Regions from separate parts of the Anas platyrhynchos genome. Here region 2 is linked to region 1. A link is a contact called in public Hi-C data. All regions are on one chromosome and are shown on one strand. Each heading gives the region's core, a stretch centred on a gene start, on an enhancer-like site or on the middle of the called end of the contact. The rest is flanking DNA. Distances are from core to core; before and after follow the strand shown.

Region 1 (5,085 bases), core at 2,008-4,507:
GTGTTCAAGGCTTTTATCTTTCCACTCTCTGCATTTATTCCGGGTTGTGCCTTTCCTCCAGGTACAAAGCCCCAGAAGCTGCAGATCAGCACAGCTCTGTGGAAAGCACTGGGGGCAAACAGATTTGTATCGGCCCGAGGGCTGGTCACTTGGTGGTTTTGCTAAGGGGCAGGAGAAAAGAAGATTTGTGTGCAGAAACCGATGCACAGACAGTTTAAGATTACACTCACCCTAACTGTTAAAGCATTCACCTGTAGCTCACGTATCACCCTGTTCTCCCCACAGCTTCCAGTTTAGTCCCAAGGGATGGAGGGATGGAAAACCACCCACTGCTGCGAGACTTGCAGAGAACTGGAGAAGGCTCTGGCTCAGGATTTCTATTTAAGCAGAGCTTGCCATGCTGCCTGGTCTAAGTAAGATGAGGGCCACTAGCGCCATCCCATAAATATCCCACAACACTGCACTTGTAGCCTGACAGCTTCCCAGAAATCATGGGCTGAGCATCCTTTGACTGAATATGTAAAGGTAAACAAGGGCAGTTCAATCCACAAAAAATGGTGCTGGGATGGGACTGCATGTTCTGTAGATGATGTAAATCCTTACTGCTCTGAAAATGGATTTGGGGCTTGGGGCTTTTTCAGCTTTGTCATGGGCATCACAGGTTATTTTTCTGAGCAACTCAAACTGGACAATTCTGTTCTGAGATAACTTGGTGGGAGAGATGAAAACCAAATTTGCCAGAATACAAGAGCATGTGAGTGGTCATCAAAGTCAAAGGCCCAAAATCCCCAAATGAGCAACAAAACCACCAATTATCCAGCCTGTCTGTGAAATCTGGTGTGTGGAAGACTGTGGGGCAGCATCAGATGGACCCCTGAAACGTGCCCACACAGGGTAGAAGCTCTCACCCTGTCCCCTTGGAGGACTGATCCACAGAAAGGAAAACTTGCATCTTGCCATTGTTAACGTGCTTCTTCTCAGTAACCACATCTTGGGTTTTCTTTGGGCCTGTCTCCTGCAAGACTGCAGCTCTGACAGGCAGCACCACTTTTCTTGGACTAGAAACAGGGAGGAGTATCAACAGATCCTACCAGTTCTTAATCTCATTGCACACCACAGTATCTTTTAGGGTCCCCAAAATTTGCCTGGTGGGTTACCTGCAGGAGCTGGAAAGGCTTTCCTCATGCTGCCAAAGAGCCAGAAGTCCTTTAGGGGAAAAACATGGACAGAAAGGTTTCATAGCTCTATTCGAGCGGTGTGTTTTTGAAAAGGAATTGTTTATCTCCTGAAAATACATGGTTAAATTGCCAAATATATGCTCAAAATGCACATGAAGTCACCAAAGTTTTCCTACACGGCCTCTTGCTGCAAATGCAGGAGAAACCAGTGGATTCTTAGGGGAGTTCTGCTCATCGCAGACCAAAAGCTGTCTCCTGAAGGGGTTAGCAGCAGGGAGGGTCTAATGTGTGAAGGAGTAAGGGCAACAGAACTGATTAACAACTGGTACAGCCACGTTATGGCCGAGGCAAGCCACTGGGAGACTGAAATCTGCAGCCAAGGAGCCCGGCAGTCAAAGCAGAGATCTGGAAACGAACCGTCTGCAGAAGGAAATACTGTGGAGGTGCCGTTTGCGTCGCAGGGCTGGCCAGGCAGCCGGGTGCAAGGAAGAAGCCAGAAACCAGAAGTCTTTTAATATTCCCCCAATGCCACCCCAAAGAACATTTGATCTAAGGTTTTTTACGGAAATGCACTCGGATGCCATCAATAACCATACAAACGAGCTGCTGCTGCCTACGGGGAGAGACAGACAACAGCCAATTGGTTAAATATTTTGCATAAATACTTATAAAAGTGTCAAAAAACTTATAACCACTTCCAATTTATTGCTTTGGCACTTGAACTGTGAAAGTATTGGAGGAGGAGGAAAGGGATTAGTGAATAGTGTGTTTATAGGACTGCTGCCACCCAACGTCAAGTGAGAGTATAAATATAATCAGAAAGACCACAGAGATGGGATTTCAACCAAAGGCCTTCTAGGTTTAGAACAATAAATATCTTTAATCAGATATGCTTAAAGGAGAAAATACACTCTGTTTGGATTATACCTTTCCCCCTTTTTTTGTTTTGGATTATACCTTACTCTTTTTCAGTGAGGGCAACACTTAACTCAGAACAAAGGAACATATATTGGATTTATATTTCAAAAACTGGTTACTTTATAAAGACAAGAGAGTACCTTCTACGTAAGATCTCCATGGGGACAGCAAACCGAGAGTCCCACCTATCCATCCTCTAAAACGAACATATTTAAGTCTCTAGCCTCTAAATCCTCTCTTGCGGACAGAAACACTTGCGGTAACATATGATGGAGAGTGTTTGTAGCACAGAATCCTAACATGCCAAAGCCATTCAATTATTCACGGTATTTGATCTCTGTGCAGAGCTATCCTATAATAGACATTGTTGCCTTTGAAGAATCAGCAGTAATGACTCCCAAATAAACCTCAGCAAAGTCTGGCACCCAGCTCTCAGCAAGTTTTCTGGGAGACAAAGGAATCAGTGTAGGTCACAAGCTCCCAGACAGAACTTGGTTTTACTGCTGGGTCAACCCTTCGGTGTGATGAAAACCAAGAGACTGTCAAAGCAGGCTGCTCTGGATGGCCCAACAGTTGTCAAACAGCAAGTTTCCAGCATTCAGTGGATTTGGGAAGTTTATTACAGTGAGAGTCTCATTAGGGTTGTGGCATTTCCATTGAGCCCTGACAGAGGTCAGATGCATTATGGAGCAGAGCAGTGGAGTCCAGAGATGCAGTGCTATGACAGTGCTGCCTTCTCTTTCTGCTAGGACATGGTTCTTCTGCGATACTGCTATGTTATACACCTCTCCCCCACCATAAATATCCTTTTCTGAAAAGCGAGTTCATGTTTTCAGACATCTACCTGTGCATAGACAGTCTGTAATCAGGACAGAGATCTACCTGCTGCTGCCAAAGATGCTGAAGTACAGCACTTGCCATGCACAGACTATCCTTGAGCTCATCTCATTCCCTATTGCCCCTAATCGCCCCTACCGTCAGCAACATCTCAAACTGTTCCGTAGATAGTCTAAAGGACAGCCAGCACATGCTACTGCTCTCTCACATGCAAATCAACCCGTGATTTCAACAGAAGCTATGCATGCAAAATACTGCTAAAAGGAGGCTCCGGAGAGGATATATTAATTAGTCCACTTCCCTCATATGGTACTCAGATATCATCCAGCAGAGACGCCGCGTACCGAGCTGAGCAGATAACCCGGTAATTAAAACACACGGGACAATGTAAGCACCGTGTCCCAAACCACAAGCGTGGCTGCAGGCAGCGCTGCTTTCCTCATCTCTCTTCTCTCCCCCTCCCCTCCACGCTGGGGCTCCCCGGGGGGGGCGCTGGGGTCTCACCTGCAGCCAGCGGCCGAAAGCCGCGCACGGTGTTGCCCCGGCGGAGGGACGGAGCCGGCAGCCCCGGCGGGTCCTGGGGCCGCGCTGCCGCCGCCTGCCCCCCGCTGTACTGGTCGTAGAGCCGCAGCATGTGCTCCGACACCTTGTCCCCTGGCTGCAGCCGCTCTGCCCGCCGCTGTCCCAGGCTGTAGTCACCTGCCGCGGCTCTGGCTCGGCCGCCCTGAGCTCCTGCCAGGGCAGCTCGTCGCCGCAGCCCAAGCCGGCGAGCCTTGGGCACGTCCCCCAGCGCCAGGCACAGGCAGCCCCAGCCCAGGCACAGGCACAGCACCCAGCGGGCCGATGCTGCCATCCCGTTGCCGAGTCGCCCTTCTGGCCGGCACCGGGCGACGCGGCACCGGCACCCCCGCTGAAGTTGGCTTCGGACAGATGCAGCCCCCGACAGCGGGAGGAGAAGCGGGGCTGTGCTCAAAACCGGAGACGGGGTTTCCTCTTGTTGGTAAAGAGAAAAAGAAAAAAAAGGAAAGAAAAAAAAAAAAAAGAAGTGGGGTGGAGGAAAGCGCTGCCGTGTAAACTGCCCGTCCTTCCCAGTGCTGGCAGTGAAGGTGTTTATTTCCCTCGCTGTGCAGGTTGATTTTTGGCGAGAGGTGGAGGTGTTGCTCTCCGTGCGGCCGGATGCTCCTTCCCCACTTGGACTGGTGCGGGCGCAGCCCGGGTGAGTTTTTGTGGGGTGTGTGTGGTGTGCGGATGTGTGTGTGTGTGTGTGTGAGTGAGGGTGTGCGAGCGTGAGCCCCGGCTCTCGGGGCTGATCTGTGTAATCAGCAGCCAATCGCACCGCCCTCTTCTTCGGCTCCGGCTGCAAGCGAGAGGCAAAGCAAAGGGGAAACCACCACCCAAAGAAAAACGCGCACACACACACACACGCAGAGACAGAGGTGACTGGAAATGCAATCACTAGCACTAACTGTGTCCCTGAGGGCAGCGGGGGAATAGGCTGGTGGGATGTTCCCTTTTCACCTCCACCCAGCTTCTGCCAAAAGGCAGAAAAACAACGTGATTGTAACAAAACAAAAATCTTGAGTCAAAGTGTACTCAGCCATCTCCCCTCAGATATCTCAGGGCTTGGCTGGGCTCTGCACCATCCGGGGCAGGCAGGTGGAAAGGATTGTAACTGGGTTGTGTAGCCCCCCTCTCCCAGGGGTCACCCAGACTTGGTGGCATCCTGCTCCCTCCTCTGTCACCCTCAAACCCAGACAGGGCTGCCCAAAGTGTCCCCAGCAGCCTGGAGCTGGGAAGGGACGTGTACCATGCCCAGGTGAAGGCAGACGAGTGCTCTCATGCATGGGAAGCCTTCTGCAGGCTGCATGGGCTCAGGCAGGGAAACTGCACATCAGGACTCGTCCAGCACAGCAGGGTGCAGCAAGGTGTTCTGTGCACAGCTGAGAGGATTTCACATACCTCCTGCCTGGGCTGCTTTTCATAACCAAAAGGACATAAAGCTTTCACCCCCTTGCCAGTGCCACAGCATCAAACAGGACCCCAGATGTGTAACACTGTCCTTTCCAAAATATGCGCTGCAACACAAAGATTGTCTTACCTCATCCACCCGGTGGGGGAAAGCACAGCAGGTGGAAGAGAAGCTTCTTGACAT
Region 2 (5,305 bases), core at 1,693-4,192, 220 kb after region 1:
ATAAAATGCATGGTGGAGGGAACCAGCCCCAAGATATGATGAGGTTTCTCTGCAAAGCACTGAGTTCTCAGAGCAATTTGAGTTTTCTTGGAAAGCATGTGCTGTAGCTACACATGCTGTAACAAGTATGAGATGGCAAAAGCCAAAAAGAAAAAACAGCCTAGAAACCTACCATATGCACTGCTTGAACTTCCTTTGTCAGAGACTTTTGGAGATTACATCTACACTCTTTTCAAGGGCTTGGAAGAATAGAAGAGAAATAGCTGCCATAAAAGAGCAGACACCTTGTAATGATATCCAACCAGGCCCTCCTCCTGAGACAATTAAGACTTCCCAAGTGCTCATTCTCATAAGCCTAAGAGTGCTATGTTTCAGCTACACTACATTAAACATGCAGTCCCACGGCAACCTCGGTCTCCCTGATCTCAAGGAAACACTAGCAAGGGTTCAGGACTAGCTTACCTATTGCTGTTGACAGGAAAAGGACTGTAGGCTACACGACTCAATCAACTCAATCCTCAAAGCCTAACAATGACCCAGGAAAGAAAAGGTTTTCCCCTTCTCATATGCTACCTCTTTCCCATCAGTATGTTCACTGTACTGTAAATACTAATCACAGAAGTCTGACGTGTTAGAAAATTGCTATATCTTAGCTGCAGCTTCAAAAAGACAATATGCCTATCAAAGCACGTTACTTTGTTCCCAAGCAGCAATATTTTGGTGTCTCAAACATACCTACCACCTTCAAACCATAGAATGTGCTGAGTTGGGAGGGACCCACAAGGATCACCAAGCCTAACTCCCAAGCAATGTAGCCGCCTCATTCCTCCTGCACATCCCTGACAGGTATTGGGAAGCAAGGGGAAGGATGTGGAGACACAATGCAATCCCTGCCACAAATGAGGCCTGACAGACAGGACTCTGCTTTTGGGGATGACTTCATTTAAGGGAGAGAGTGGAAGGAATTCAGTAAGGGTGAAAGAACTTCCAGAAAGCTCCAGGGCAGGTGCCCAGTGAGGAGCACCATGGGCACACACTTACTTCTGAGAGGCTGATGCCATGAGTGCCGCTGCCGCTGCCTGCTGGGCCTCAAACTCCTCCCGCTGCAGCACATCCTTGGAGCCGATGAAGCCGAGCCTTGCCAGCTGCCGTGCCACCTCCTCGCTCTGCGGGAGGAAGAGGGATGTGGTCAGGGAGCAGTTTCAGCGCTGGACCCCAACTGCCCCCACTGACAACTTGAGCTGCAGGGACGCAGCTCTGCTCTGCACCCAGAGGAACCACCTCCCAGCAGGCCCCCACACTACCCTGCAGACATTCAGGCAAGCAGAGAAGGGCTCCTTGGCCCTTCCTTAGCTAGATAAAGTAATTGGGCAAAGCTGAAGGCAATCTGCCCAATACACCTGTGAAATCAGCTGCACCAAGGCAGGCAGGGCCGCAGGTAACCTGTGGGCTGTGCATCACTGGAGCCTAAGGAAGACCCAAAGGTACAGCTCTGCACCACCTCACCAAGAGGCCTTAGGCACTCTGTGTTGAATACCACCACAGATGCTGGCAGATCCAAGACTCATCGGTCAGCAACAAAGGAAGCACAGCAGCTGAAGGCCCACAGGTTCCTTCCTGCATTGTTCCTTCCTGCACCTCACCTCAGGAAAGAACACGTGTCTTGCTTTTTATATGTCTGGCTGGAAAATGATTCCTGAGGTTAAATTAATCTCCACACAGCAGAGTAGCACTGATGAGTTCAGTGCTCAGGCAGTGAGGTATTTCCTCTCCAGGCTGAGGCACCTGATAAGCTGACAGGCAAAATGCCACAGGAAATACCTCCTGCCACTTCCACCCATCCAGGAGCTCTGGCCAACTTTTCAGGAGCTGCAGGAAAGCTGCCAGAAGAGGTCCAGGTTTCTTAGAGCCAAAAGAGGATAGGCAGGCCCTTTCTGAAAGCAAACCAGTAGGCAACGGTGACTGTTTTCAATACCTGTTACCTCTAAGCCTGTGACAGAAAACCTTTCGTGACTTAACCCAAAATGTTTTCCACTGAGCAATGGGCACTGTCATTTTTAGAGACCAAATATTCAGCGGTCAGCACCAGCTGAGTATCACCATGATGTGACTTGTTCAACCACGTGCATCCCTCGCTATGATTCAGGCTAGAAGTCATGCTTCATAAGCAGTGGACACAGCAAGATCTTCCCCGTTTTAGTTAAAAAAACAGTGCAGCAGTGGCTCAAAGGCAGCACTGCACATCAGAGCCAGCCCCATTGCGTTCACCTCATGTTGTACTTCCAGACAGAGGGGCATTTCTTGCTGTCTTTGGCTGCTCTGGGTGGACCTCAGCTACCAAACTGCTGCTCACACAACAGGCTTTCTGGCCATGACCTGCAACTTGAGGCTTGCTTCTGAGCTCCCAGAGCTTCTGCTGCACACGTGAGCTCTGCTGCCACGTCCCATGCTCCGCTTCAGACTGAATTCAGCCCAGTTTGGGGGCTTACCTGCACACAGCGGCCGCACCACCTGCAAATGGCTCACGCTGAGAGGAGCGGGGCAGTTACCAGACACCAAGCACCTCGCCCAGCAGCATTTTGCCAGCCCACCTCCCCTCAGGAGCCGAGCGCGGCTCCTCCACACACCCCCCACACACCCCCCGGGACCCTTCTGCCCGCTCCCGGCGCCTACCTCCAGGTAGTAGAGGTCCCTCGGCGTCACCTGCGCCTCCAGGTACTGCTCGTAGGAGCCGAAGGGCTGCTCCGCCGGCTGCTCCTCCGGCTCCTCCGGCTCCTCAGGCGGCTCCTCCAGCGGCTGCTCCGGCGGCCCCTCAGCCATCGCGCCCTTCCCGCCCGCCGCTGTGGTAACGGCCGGCGCGAGGACGCCCCAACGGCCGCCGGCGGCACAGGGAGGGGTGAGGCTGGTCGGTGCCCTTGCGCCTCTACCTTTTCTTATTTTGGGGCTTTTTTTTTTTTTTTTCCATTTTGTCTTTGTTTTTTACTTTTTTTCTTTTTTTTTTTTTTGCATTTTTCTTGCTTCTTTTTGCTGTTTTTCCCTCGTTTGTTTTTTTTTTGTCTTTTGCTTTTTCCTTTTTTGCTTTTTTTTCTGCTTCTTCCTATTATTTTTTCTTTTATTTTTTCACCTTCTCCCCCTCCATTGCACTTTTTGCCCTTTTCCCTTTTTTCTTGCCTTTTCTTTATCCTATTCCTTACTTTTTTGCCCTTTTCCTCTTTTCTTCCTTTTTTTTTTTTTGCTTTCTGCCCTACTTTTGTGTTTTTCCTTTATTTTTAATTGTCCTTTTCCTTTATTTTCCTTTGCCCTTTTGCTTTATTTTTTCTTTCTTTTGCTTTTTTTTTTTCATTTCAGTTTTTTCAGCACTTGTTTGCGTCACGCTTTGAGCTGACATTCGCGAGCCTCTCTCCATGCAGTTCCGTGCCTAATGAATGTCTGAAGCCTTTTTATATCTGCAAAGGCTGCGGTAAAAGATGACTCAGAAAGCAAAGGGAAGAGGAGAAAAAAAAATAAAAAAATCGAGTTTTAGGAGTCGGTGCACATTGTGCAATAGCACCGTCTGCAGCCTTGCTGACAAAGAGCTCGAGGCATCATGCAAGAGTCCTGCAGCGGGTGAGGTGCAGCAGGGCACGTGTCCCGGTGCCCTTTGCAGGGCTGCCTGCAGCATGGCTGCTCATTAACCCCAGGCTTGGGAGGCCAGGCAGCTCTGTGCCCCTCGCAAAGGGTTCAGATGCAATTGCCAGCTGCAAACAAAAGCACAGCAAGGCTGACAAGGCTTGTGAAACGCAAGAAGGTTGACACACTCAAAAAGTTACCTTTATTGCTTAAAACTCTCTCAAGTCAGCTACAGACTGCTTTTAGTTTAACAGAGGTATTTACCCATCTATTTTCACCTTGTCAGCCTCCTTCTGACCAGCAAACCCGTTTGGGACCAGGAGGGGTTTTCAGCCCATCCTGCTCACATTAACCTGCAACAGCTTCGCTGCCAGTGCTGCCACACCACGCTCTTCCTTACAACACCACCACCACATTTAAATTAATGAATGAAGTGCAGGGTGAGGCCCTGGTAGGAGAGCAGAGGTTTTATGGTTCCCCACAGGTTCAGCATAAATGTTTTCCAGGTGTGTGCAGACCAACTCTGATCAGTGTATCCACGGGGCTGCACGTCTGCAAATGGCCGTCCTCCCCCTAACAGCCTTTACAAAGAGATATATTATTGCCAACACAGTTCCAAAACCCTCTGGCACTTGAGAGTTACTGGACGTAACTCTTGTACGAAAATGATTGTCGACAGCATCACCAGCGAAAACGGTGCAAGAAAACACGTCCGAGGCGGAGGCCCCTCATGGCTTCCCTCAGCAGCAGCAGAGCAACGCCTGCGCCTCACTCCCCATCCACGACAGCAGCGCCCACTCCGCTCCACCAGTGCCCCCACATCCATCCCATCTGGGAATGGGGAGGGGTACCGGGCTCCGCTCCTCCCCAAAAATCCCCCACAGCCTCCTTGTGGCACGGCTACCCGAAGCGAAACTTGAGGCGGTACTTGACAGGGCCGTGGCTGTGCCGCGGTGGGGTGGCCGCTGCCGTTTTCTTTGGTGGTGGTGGCGGAGGAGGTGGTGGCGGCTTCTTCTCGGGCCGGGTGACGGTGAAGGCCAGCTGCGGCGGGGGGGGCTGTCGGAAACGGGGCAAGAAGTGTGTGGAGACGTGCTGGGGGCGGGCGCGGGGGCTGCAGCCCCGCTTGGCCTTGCCCCGCTTGTTGAGGGCCACGTACCACTCGCGGCCCGAGCGGCGGCCGCGGTGCACGGCCGAGGCGTAGGTGTTGTAGCTGTTCTCCTGGAAGCGCTCCCGGAACTGGCACTCGGATGTGAAATGCGCCTGTGGAAAGCAAGGGGGGGACACAAAGATGGGTTAGCACCGCCATCGCTCTCCCAAACCGCTCCAAGCACAGTGGACACCCCGCAGTTTTGGCCTCTGGCCCGAGGACCCCAAAGCCCACTCCATCTCCTCGCACACATCACTCTGGCACCAAACCTGTGCCTGATAGCCTGTGAGGGCAGCTGTCATGCGGGTTGTAATTGCATTGGAGTTATTTATAACCCCCATTTTCTTCTGAAATCAACTAGGGTCATTCTGCCCAGTGCTATCTGTAAAACAATCACAACATCGCCCGCTGTAAATGGGGCTGCACAGTCCCCCAGGATTGGGGTTTTGGGAATAAGGCAGCCCACCGCCACAAACCATCAGCTCTACTCCTTGCCATCCCAACAAAATGAAGCATTTCTCATGCAAGTTGGCAAAGAAGCAGGTTTAG

Evidence for each region. A called contact is a pair of places that touch in the nucleus more often than the background predicts.
Region 2: a contact with region 1 is called in a Hi-C map of F5 follicle, with 2.8 times the contacts expected there. The contact joins the promoter of CFAP299 here to the enhancer-like site in region 1. A contact is called at or near these places in 3 of 8 Hi-C or Micro-C datasets (F5 follicle, liver and subcutaneous adipose tissue).

Annotation. Positions count from the first base shown.
Region 1 is chr4:48,966,729-48,971,813 of IASCAAS_PekinDuck_T2T, forward strand. It overlaps BMP3 (bone morphogenetic protein 3), which reads right to left. Exons shown (of 7, transcript XM_072037554.1): 4 at 5,032-5,085; 5 at 3,438-4,290. Among named protein-coding and RNA genes, the nearest start is that of BMP3, 16 kb to the right of the region's middle. Within about 2 kb of position 3,258, at least 2 of the 8 cell types and tissues checked have an H3K27ac peak or open chromatin away from gene starts, as enhancers often do. A contact at or near this core is called in F5 follicle, where this site is marked.
Region 2 is chr4:49,185,860-49,191,164 of IASCAAS_PekinDuck_T2T, forward strand. CFAP299 (cilia and flagella associated protein 299) reads right to left here and starts at 2,943. Exons shown (of 8, transcript XR_011809167.1): 1 at 2,674-2,943; 2 at 1,042-1,166. FGF5 (fibroblast growth factor 5) reads right to left here. Exons shown (of 3, transcript XM_038178910.2): 3 at 3,789-4,869. The coding sequence ends at 4,510.